Linked DNA regions of Mus musculus: regions 1 and 2 are each linked to region 3. The links are chromatin contacts, called in public HiChIP or PLAC-seq maps. All regions are on one chromosome and are shown on one strand. Each heading gives the region's core, a stretch centred on a gene start, on an enhancer-like site or on the middle of the called end of the contact. The rest is flanking DNA. Distances are from core to core; before and after follow the strand shown.

Region 1 (2,700 bases), core at 8-2,507, 160 kb after region 3:
ACTCAATTGTGGACACCATACAGTAGTAACACACTGAGCATTCCCACCAGGACTTGAAGACTGTTGTCTTGGACCCTTGAGTTCTGTATACCATGCCAAATGTCTTACCAGCCATCCCTTCAGGGTTTCTTATTAAAGTTTTCAGTGACCAAAGGGGTAGTAGAACTGTACCTAATGCATCAGTCTGATTAGAAACCTGTCATGTTCAGAAACCAGAGGGGCTGCCTCCATTGATTCTTATGCATTCACATTCATTATCATTTTTTTCTGTTCAATTAGACCTGCTGATCAACCATAGAAAAGCTTGAAAGCCCTTCTTTCACCCAGCCACATTTAACACTGAAAAAAAAAGAAGCCTTGAAAGTAAAATTACAGCCCCCACCGCCCCCCTCCCGCGCGCACACATGTTCTCTGTGTCTGTCTCACAGTCTCTCTGTCTCTGTCTGTCCCTACACACACACACACACACACACACACACACACACACTCACACACACACACTAAACACGCCAGGAGTCAGAGGCTGGGCTCAACCTCCATTCCACTATCCCACTTCAGTCAGATGAGCAAGACACATTTTCGTCCTGGCTGCTCTCTCAAACCCATACCCCAAGCGAGTGTCTCCAAGGAGCTAATTTCTGAAACAAACAAAGAAATCCGAGTCTGCAAGGAGCTGGGGTTTGCACCCTTCTTTGGCTCTGAGTATCCAAGGTTTCTGGCACCAAGGCAGACAGGTCCCGAGCCCAGCTGTGCCCTCAGCTTCCCTGCGCCTTCTGCCCCTGTTCCAGCTGTGCAGAAAGTGCAAGGCTGCTGGCAGCTACTGCTCGCCAGGAGCCCCAGACTCCAGGTCCGCACGCCTAGGACACCACCGAGTCCCACCACTACACTGTCACCGCTCAGACGCAAAGGTGTTGACCACCTTAACAAGTGTCCCAGTGACGCTCGTGTCCCGCGCCACGCTCTCCTAGAGCGGGAGGGACGGCCACAGGTAGACTCTCCATCCCAGCACGGGCGCCCGCGCGCTGAAACTCACCAGAGGACACGGAGGAGCCGGACAGACTAGAGTTGCTGGATGCTGCCATCTCGGCGCCGCGCGTCACCGCTCTCTCAGTCCTGGTGCGGGCGGCGTCGCCGCTGCCCTCGGCCGGCTGCTCGCAGCCCGCGCGGCCCCCAGCCCATGGCAAAGTCCTGGGGACGCGCGGGAAGCACCGGCCTCCGGACTCTGCCTGTACTTCCTGCTCCGCCAGATGACGCGCTGCCGCCGCCGCTATTTATTCGTGCTCGCCGTCCCTCTCGGCGCCTGGGCGCACTCCGCTGCGGGCGTCGAGGTGGCAGGGGCACAGCGAGGCCAAGGCGGCCGGCCAGGAGGATGGGACCACCTCTCTCGGCGTCCCCGCTGTCCCCGCCGCGGGCCCGCTCCCTGCGCGCGACTGGAACCTGGGCGCCCTTCGGCTCCCGGCACTGACTCTAGGGATCCAGCCTCTCCCGCCGCCGCACTTCGAGCGGCCCGGGCAAAGGCGGGGGAGACAGATAGACAGCGACCTCCCCCTTCTCCCTCCTCCCCAACTCGGCTCGCGCGCGCACACAAAGGAAGGAGAGGAACGCCGGCGCTCCGGGCTGAATCCGCTCGGCCGGCTTGACAGCTCCTGCAACCCTGGCTGCAGGGGGAGGCTGCAGACCAAGGGGTGGAGACCATCAGGACTCGGAGCCTGCCCCGAGGTGTTGGGCACGCCGCCAGGGACGCGAGGCGGGCCGGGCAGCAGTGTACAGTGCTGCTTCCCGAATTAGAAGGGGATGGAGGGGTCGTAGGAGGAAGGTGGTGGGACTGGCAGCAAGCTCTAGGTTTGGATCAGCCACACAGCTCGGGGGAGGGGGTGCAGGGGTGGGGGTACTTCCAGAAGGAGAAGACAAGGTCTCTAAGGATTACGTGCGGGTTTGGAGCAGGCCAGGATGCCACCAAGGCTGGGAAGCGCCCTTCCCATCACCCTTTAATTTGTCCTTTGTTGGTCAGGAACCGAAGGTCCCTGCCCTGCCACAAGAAGCGTCTCCTAAAGCAGAGAGAGCTGATCTAGCTACACTTAAGTACCCCAGACACTGGCAGGGACAGTGCCCCCAAAGTCCACTATGCTTCTGAGACCGGTGCTAAAAGAAATAGAGACATCCCAAAGGTGGCATCGGTCTTACACAAAGAAAGTGGTTCTCTGCCCCTTGGTAGGATCTTCACAAAAGACTGACTCTGCAGCAGGTGCGACTGAATCCTTTAAGGATAAGGAATTGCCTAGGTGTACCGGAGAAAGGGACTGGAGCCGGTGTGTGCCATCCTCCTGTATTTAAACCTAAATTAATTTTACTGGAAGGAAATGTCATGCAGATATATATTTTTTAAAATCCGTTTCACGCTCCCAGCAGGGTAATCGGTTCTTTCATTCCTAAAGCTACAGAAAAACTGTGAAATTTGAACAGAAATTGTTAGATCAAAGGGAAAAAAAGCAAACATTAAAGGAATGAAAGTACTCTCATTATAGAGCAAAACGGAAAGTGTTCTCATTGGGAGCGGCACGATTTGAAAAACATGGCTAAAAAGGACATAGTCCATTTGAAAATGATCAGGAGTGACTCTGGAACAGCAGCGAGGTCCTGGGGGCCTCCACATCGGAAGAGGACCTCATGTACAGTGAATAATAAATGTTAAAGGATCAT
Region 2 (2,700 bases), core at 105-2,604, 130 kb after region 3:
CCTACGATATGGAATGCAATACAAATTTTATGCAAATAGTTCTTGGGCTATATTTCATAGGAAATAAGAATGAGAAAAGGTCTATGCATACATTAAGAACAGGTGCAAATTTTTTTCAGAATATTTAAAAATCTACCGTTGGTTGATTCTGCAGGTGCATGGATACAGGAAGGGGAGGGGGTATATGTGCATGTACACCTCTGTGTATGTGTTCATGGAGTATGCATGTGTGTGGTGTGTGTCTTAAGGCACTCTTTCTATGCATTTGGAACAATAACTTCCAGCTGCCATACTTTTCAGTGACATAAAGCAGAAGGCGTCTGTCTAACTTGGAATCTTTTGTACACAGTATGCTTAATAGATACTAGTACATGAGAGCTCTGCATCCTACACTTAGCAATGGAATACTTGGTATTAAATGAGGAAAGAGGGGTGGTCTTCATGTCACTTACAGTTATTTCTCATGCAGGTGACCCATGTCAGAAGCCCCGGGTCTATTTTTGATGAAAGGGGGGAAAGAAAAGCAGTTGTGACCCTGAGTAAAACCAAAGTGACCTCTATCTTCAGGATCAGTCAGAATCAGGACTCAGTTTCTTGTCTGAGCTATTTCCATGGAGATGGGCTATCTCAGGTGCAAATAAGGATTACAGGCTGACTCCTCCACAGGTCTAGGCTAGAAGCTGCAAACCCAGGCAGCTTGAGTGAGGGAAAAGCAGGCCCCGGAAGTCAAGAGTGACTTCCTCTGAGAAGGAGAGGCAAAGGTGAACAGCAGGCCAAGCCATCAGGCACAGACACACACACACACAGACACACACAGAGACACACACACACAGACACACACACACACACAGACACACACACACACACACACAGAGACACACACACACACAGACACACACACAGACACACACACACAGACACAGACACACACACACACAGACACACACACACACACACACACACACACATTGCTATGGAATGAAGGATAAAAGTGGAGTCCATATGACCCACAGCAGAAAGGAGGTTACTGAGGTAGGAAGGCAACTGCTAATCAGAAAGATATAAAAAATTGGAAAATGAATAATTTAAGTTGGGCTACACAGTGAACTTGTGCCCAATGTAAGCCACACAGCTGAGAGAGAGAGAGAGAGAGAGAGAGAGAGAGAGAGAGAGAGAGAGAGAGAGAGAGGTAAAGCAAGGCCCTTGCAGTACTCAGAGTAGAGGTCCTGCTACACATTAATGCGTACTGTAAGAAAAGGGATGAGGCTATGCAAGGTTCAAGAGAGAGACTCAGAAACCTCCTTCCTCCCAGGAAATACTATTTTTAGTTTTAAAACCACATTCAATGAGCTGCCGTTCAGGTGACTAAAGGATCAAAAGACTCGTCATCAGCTTCCTACCACTAACCTTGCGGGGCCTGCCTATCCCCAGGCTTACCCAGCATACTGGCATCTTCCAAGTTTCCAAACCTTCCAAATACTTCAGTTCGTTTTCTTCCCCATTTGTAATAGGAGATTATGGAGAGAGATTTGTAAAATGTTAAATTTCCTTTCATTTTTCAAAGCTTTGGAATGATACCAGCATTTGATCAAGAAAAGACAGCTCATTGTTCTCTGTTTTTTTCTTTTTCCCTCACAGAAAATTTATGTCTCAAAAGATTTTTTTTAAAGAAAAATGATTTAATACGGCTTCTCGCTAGCCCAGAATCCTGCTATAAATTTAAAATTCATCCTCATACAATGTTAATTATAAGATAAGTAATCTGCCTTGTCCATTTAATTCTATCCTATTTATCTTCTCAAGTGGAATGGCACATGGCAAACATCATTTAGGGGATTTTATTAATAAAGACCTAATCCCACAGCCTGTCGGACATGGCTCAGAATAACATTTTAACCACAGGAAAGTTCAGTGAATATGACACCCTATCAATGGCCAGAACTGTCCCCCCCCCACCTCCTGTGAGGTAGTAAGTCACCTTGAGGGGGTGGGGGTTAGACCCTGTTACTTAGCTGGAAGAGGTCACAAGAGAGGCCAGCCCCTGTCCTCTGTCCTCTGGATGTGCAACAGGGCTGGACAGCTTTGCTTGGCTGCTGGATGAGACGGCACACACCAGGAGGTTAGGAAAGGAAGACACGTTAAAGCACAGGGAAGGTGTAGAGAGCCCAACTGCTTTGCCGAGGCAGTCAGGGTACAGGGTTGCTTAAGGTAGCTTCGTGTGCTGATCTGGGAACTTTAACCACATTGTATAATTTTGTTTATCTTTGCCTAACCCTCAGGAAGGTATGAGTCCCAAGCAAATACTTCCCAATAAAGTTTGCCTACTGGACAGCTAGCCTTCTCCCCTTCCCCCCAACCCCCCACATCCAAGTTTAGTAACATAGGTTCTGGCCATAATTTCTGCAACCTCCCCTTATGTATTTATAAGTTTTGAGATAAGGTCTTGCCAAGGAGCACATGCTGGCCTTCAAATGGAGGGCCTGCAAGTGTCAGCCCCCCCAGAGCTGGAATACACACTCACATCACCTGTTGCCCAGGCCATCTTGATTTAGACAAATTTCTGTGGCACCTGTGATGGCACTCAGGAAAGACGTCTGCTGTTAATCTCTAAGGCCTTTGAAAAACCACTGAGGTTCCTGGATTTTGCAAATTCCCCTGCAATCTTGCCACGACTGAAAATGGAGGTATCAACTGGAACAG
Region 3 (2,700 bases), core at 13-2,512:
CGCCATACTAAGACCGTCTAAGACCAGAGTAAGTCTAAGTAAGGAGAAGATAATGTGAAGAAAGAAGGCTGGCTGTGCTGGTGAATAAGATGAAAGGCGGGGAGAAAAGTGATGGGAAAAGCCCTTTATTCTTGGTTGTGTCAATAGTAAGAGGGAAGAAAGAGACCAGCGCAGAAAGCCCAGGATGAAAGGGATGGAAATGCTTCTGCCAGAGAAGCGATTGCCTTCTGATCACTATACATGAGGCCAATTAGAGACCATCGAGATTGATTTTTGTTCCTGGCTTGTAGAATCAATCGCATGATGTTCGAGCTGTCCCAGCTCTGGGGATCGTACATCGGGAGAGTGGTGCAGCCTCCCAGAAGGCACTTTGTTTTAAAACATTTCTTTTCCCAATGATTAATATAGAAAGCAGGAGAATGATGGGATGACAGAAAGCCACCTCGCGCTACAGAAGTCTGTGATGTTAAGTGGATTGAGTTCATGGTGAAAGATGTGGACAATGCTGATGACTTGTGTGCATGTCCCAGGCAAGCTGGAGACCAGATCAGGGCGTACAGCCCATGGCTGAGAAGTTGAGGAGCAACTGCTAAAACCTTAAAATGCCTGATGAAGAACAATGTGTCTGTAGGCTTCAAAGGACAGCTTTACAAATAAAAGCAGAAATGATGAAACAGGCTATTCAGAAACACCAGAACCCGGAGGAAATGCCTCCAAGAGGGAAGGGACGTGAAGTGATGTTTAAAAAGCATCTGATTCCCTAGCTGGTGAAACAGGGCAGTGGGGTGTGACAACAACTGCAGAAGTCCTTGTCCCATCCCACCTCTGACATCAAAACAAAGGCGGGCTCTGGTCTTGAGCACTGGGAGCGGCAGCTCTACAACTGATTTCTGCATTAAAAGAACAGTCTTCCAAAGAGATTGTTATATGGTGAGGGAGCAGGAAATGGAGCTGTATAGAATGGAGAATGGTTTGAAATGATAGCCTGTCATTTTATTTCCCTTTTGGAACTGCTTTTTGTAATCCTCCATTCTCCAGGAAGCCCCAAGTGGACAAAGGAGGCGAGTCATTTGCGTCACAAAAAACGGTCCGTCCTTTAGGGGATGCTAGTGGAATTTGACTTAAATTAGTCATGCAAAAAATCTTGACATGTTTGACTTTTGAAAAAGGCTAAAAAGAAACTTGGACCATTCCAGGGTACACTATCAGTCGGGTTTAAGTAAGCATCTTAATTGCCAAAAGTCCAACTCACTGCCCTGATAACAGCACTGTGTAAACCCCGTATGTTCTTAGCAAGCCTCTGATAGTTCTGAATTCCTCACACCACCCAGCTCTGGCCTCCTTGCATGACTCTGCTCCATGTTTGCTGATTACCCACTGTTGCTTGGCTGCACTCAGTGCCAGGGAGGAACTTAAATGATGGTGTCTCTGGGGTATCCATTCTTTTAGAGAAAGACCCATAAGTGACAATTAATAATTTAGGGAAGCATACTAGGAGACGTATTTAACAGGTCAATCCCCTCTTATCTGTGCTTTTTCCCTATGAGTTTCAGTCAATCATGGTCTGAAAATGTTAAATTCCAGAAGTAAACAGTTCAGAAGTTTAAAATAACACATTCCAGTATAGTTTTAAAATTGCTTCTTTATTATGAGTTTTTATTCTTTTACTGTACCTAACTTATATGCTAAACCTTATTGTAGCTAAGTAGGCTATGTCAGGGTTAGCATGCATCACTCTCTTGGGGATCTACCAGATGTCTGGAAATGTATCCTTTGTGGACAAGAAGGGGTGACTTTACTAGAGACAGAACAAACAGGGTGACAGGACAGGGACTATCTGACAGCTGGGGGTGTGGTGCTTATGCACATTGGGTCCAGGGAGGGCCTGGGACTCAGTGACACTGGATCTGAAACTCAGACAGGCAAAGGTGTGGGACCTGTTGGAGAATTATCTGGAAGTAAGGTTGGCAACTTCTAAGAATGGAAGAGAACGTCGTGAGGGTGGGGAGCGGCAAGCCAGGATTTTCAGACCTATGCACACTGAATGAAGCAGACCTGAAAGGGAGCGAGCCTTTCACCAGCCTAGGTGCCATCCACTCGCAGAAGCCAAGCAGACGGGTGGGTAGAGGTGCTGAGAGCCCAGAGGAGAGGTCTCGGTTAAAGAGACAGGTTCTGGGGAAAATTTTCTGCACAGTTCCTGGTAGACTCCCCCAACATACATTTGGTAATTAATGAATGCTTAAGAAGTGACAGATTGGTAATTCGTGGAAAGGGCAAGAGAGGCTTTTGTTTTCTGGAAGAAGTTTTGAATCTGGTAGCAAGGAGTGTTCTGGAAATGCATGCAGAACCCAGGTGCTGTGGTGGCTCGCTAAGAATTAATTTACAATGATGAATCTTGAGAAAGCTACGGAGCATTCTTTCCATGGCTGAATCTTCCTGGCGTAGTCGGCACCATTGTTCAGCTGCTGGTACCTTCTGGTTCTCATCCTCAGGATGGCTTTCTGTCATCCCAGTGGTTTGACTGCAGACCTGGGCATCTTGCTCAGTTCATTATCACTGCCGCTTTTCTCGCCCAGTCAGGGATTGCTGTCATTACCCTGACTGTTCCTAGTGACTGTCTCTCAACCTGCTCTCCATAGGTGAACCGGCTCTTGCACATTAACTGAGCACCTGCTACATATGCATCAGGCATCAATGTTT

The links. HiChIP or PLAC-seq counts read pairs in DNA pulled down with a chosen protein or histone mark.
Region 1: a FOXA1 HiChIP or PLAC-seq map of pancreatic cancer cells shows a contact between it and region 3. The contact joins the promoter of Chn2 here to the enhancer-like site in region 3. A contact is called at or near these places in 10 of 39 promoter capture datasets (the C10 cell line, the HPC-7 cell line, HPC-7-derived erythroid cells and 6 more), 6 of 484 Hi-C or Micro-C datasets (the HL-1 cell line, bone marrow-derived macrophages, embryonic stem cells and 3 more), 22 of 115 datasets of contacts at active chromatin or transcription factors (bone marrow-derived macrophages, a colorectal cancer cell line, craniofacial prominence and 16 more) and 3 of 9 other capture datasets (adipose tissue, liver and pancreatic islet).
Region 2: a FOXA1 HiChIP or PLAC-seq map of pancreatic cancer cells shows a contact between it and region 3. The contact joins two enhancer-like sites. A contact is called at or near these places in 1 of 484 Hi-C or Micro-C datasets (liver) and 4 of 115 datasets of contacts at active chromatin or transcription factors (embryonic basal ganglia, embryonic stem cells, pancreatic cancer cells and 1 more).

The regions. Positions count from the first base shown.
Region 1 is chr6:54,038,489-54,041,188 of GRCm38.p6, reverse strand. Chn2 (chimerin 2) reads right to left here and starts at 1,257. Exons shown (of 13, transcript NM_001163640.1): 1 at 1,034-1,257. The coding sequence starts at 1,082.
Region 2 is chr6:54,067,730-54,070,429 of GRCm38.p6, reverse strand. The region is part of intron 1 of Chn2 (chimerin 2); the gene reads right to left. Among named protein-coding and RNA genes, the nearest start is that of Chn2, 29 kb to the right of the region's middle. Within about 2 kb of position 1,354, at least 23 of the 459 cell types and tissues checked have an H3K27ac peak or open chromatin away from gene starts, as enhancers often do. A contact at or near this core is called in liver and pancreatic cancer cells, where this site is marked.
Region 3 is chr6:54,198,298-54,200,997 of GRCm38.p6, reverse strand. The region is part of intron 3 of Chn2 (chimerin 2); the gene reads right to left. Among named protein-coding and RNA genes, the nearest start is that of 9530036M11Rik, 47 kb to the right of the region's middle. Within about 2 kb of position 1,262, at least 14 of the 459 cell types and tissues checked have an H3K27ac peak or open chromatin away from gene starts, as enhancers often do. A contact at or near this core is called in the HL-1 cell line, granulosa cells, hepatocytes and 2 more, where this site is marked.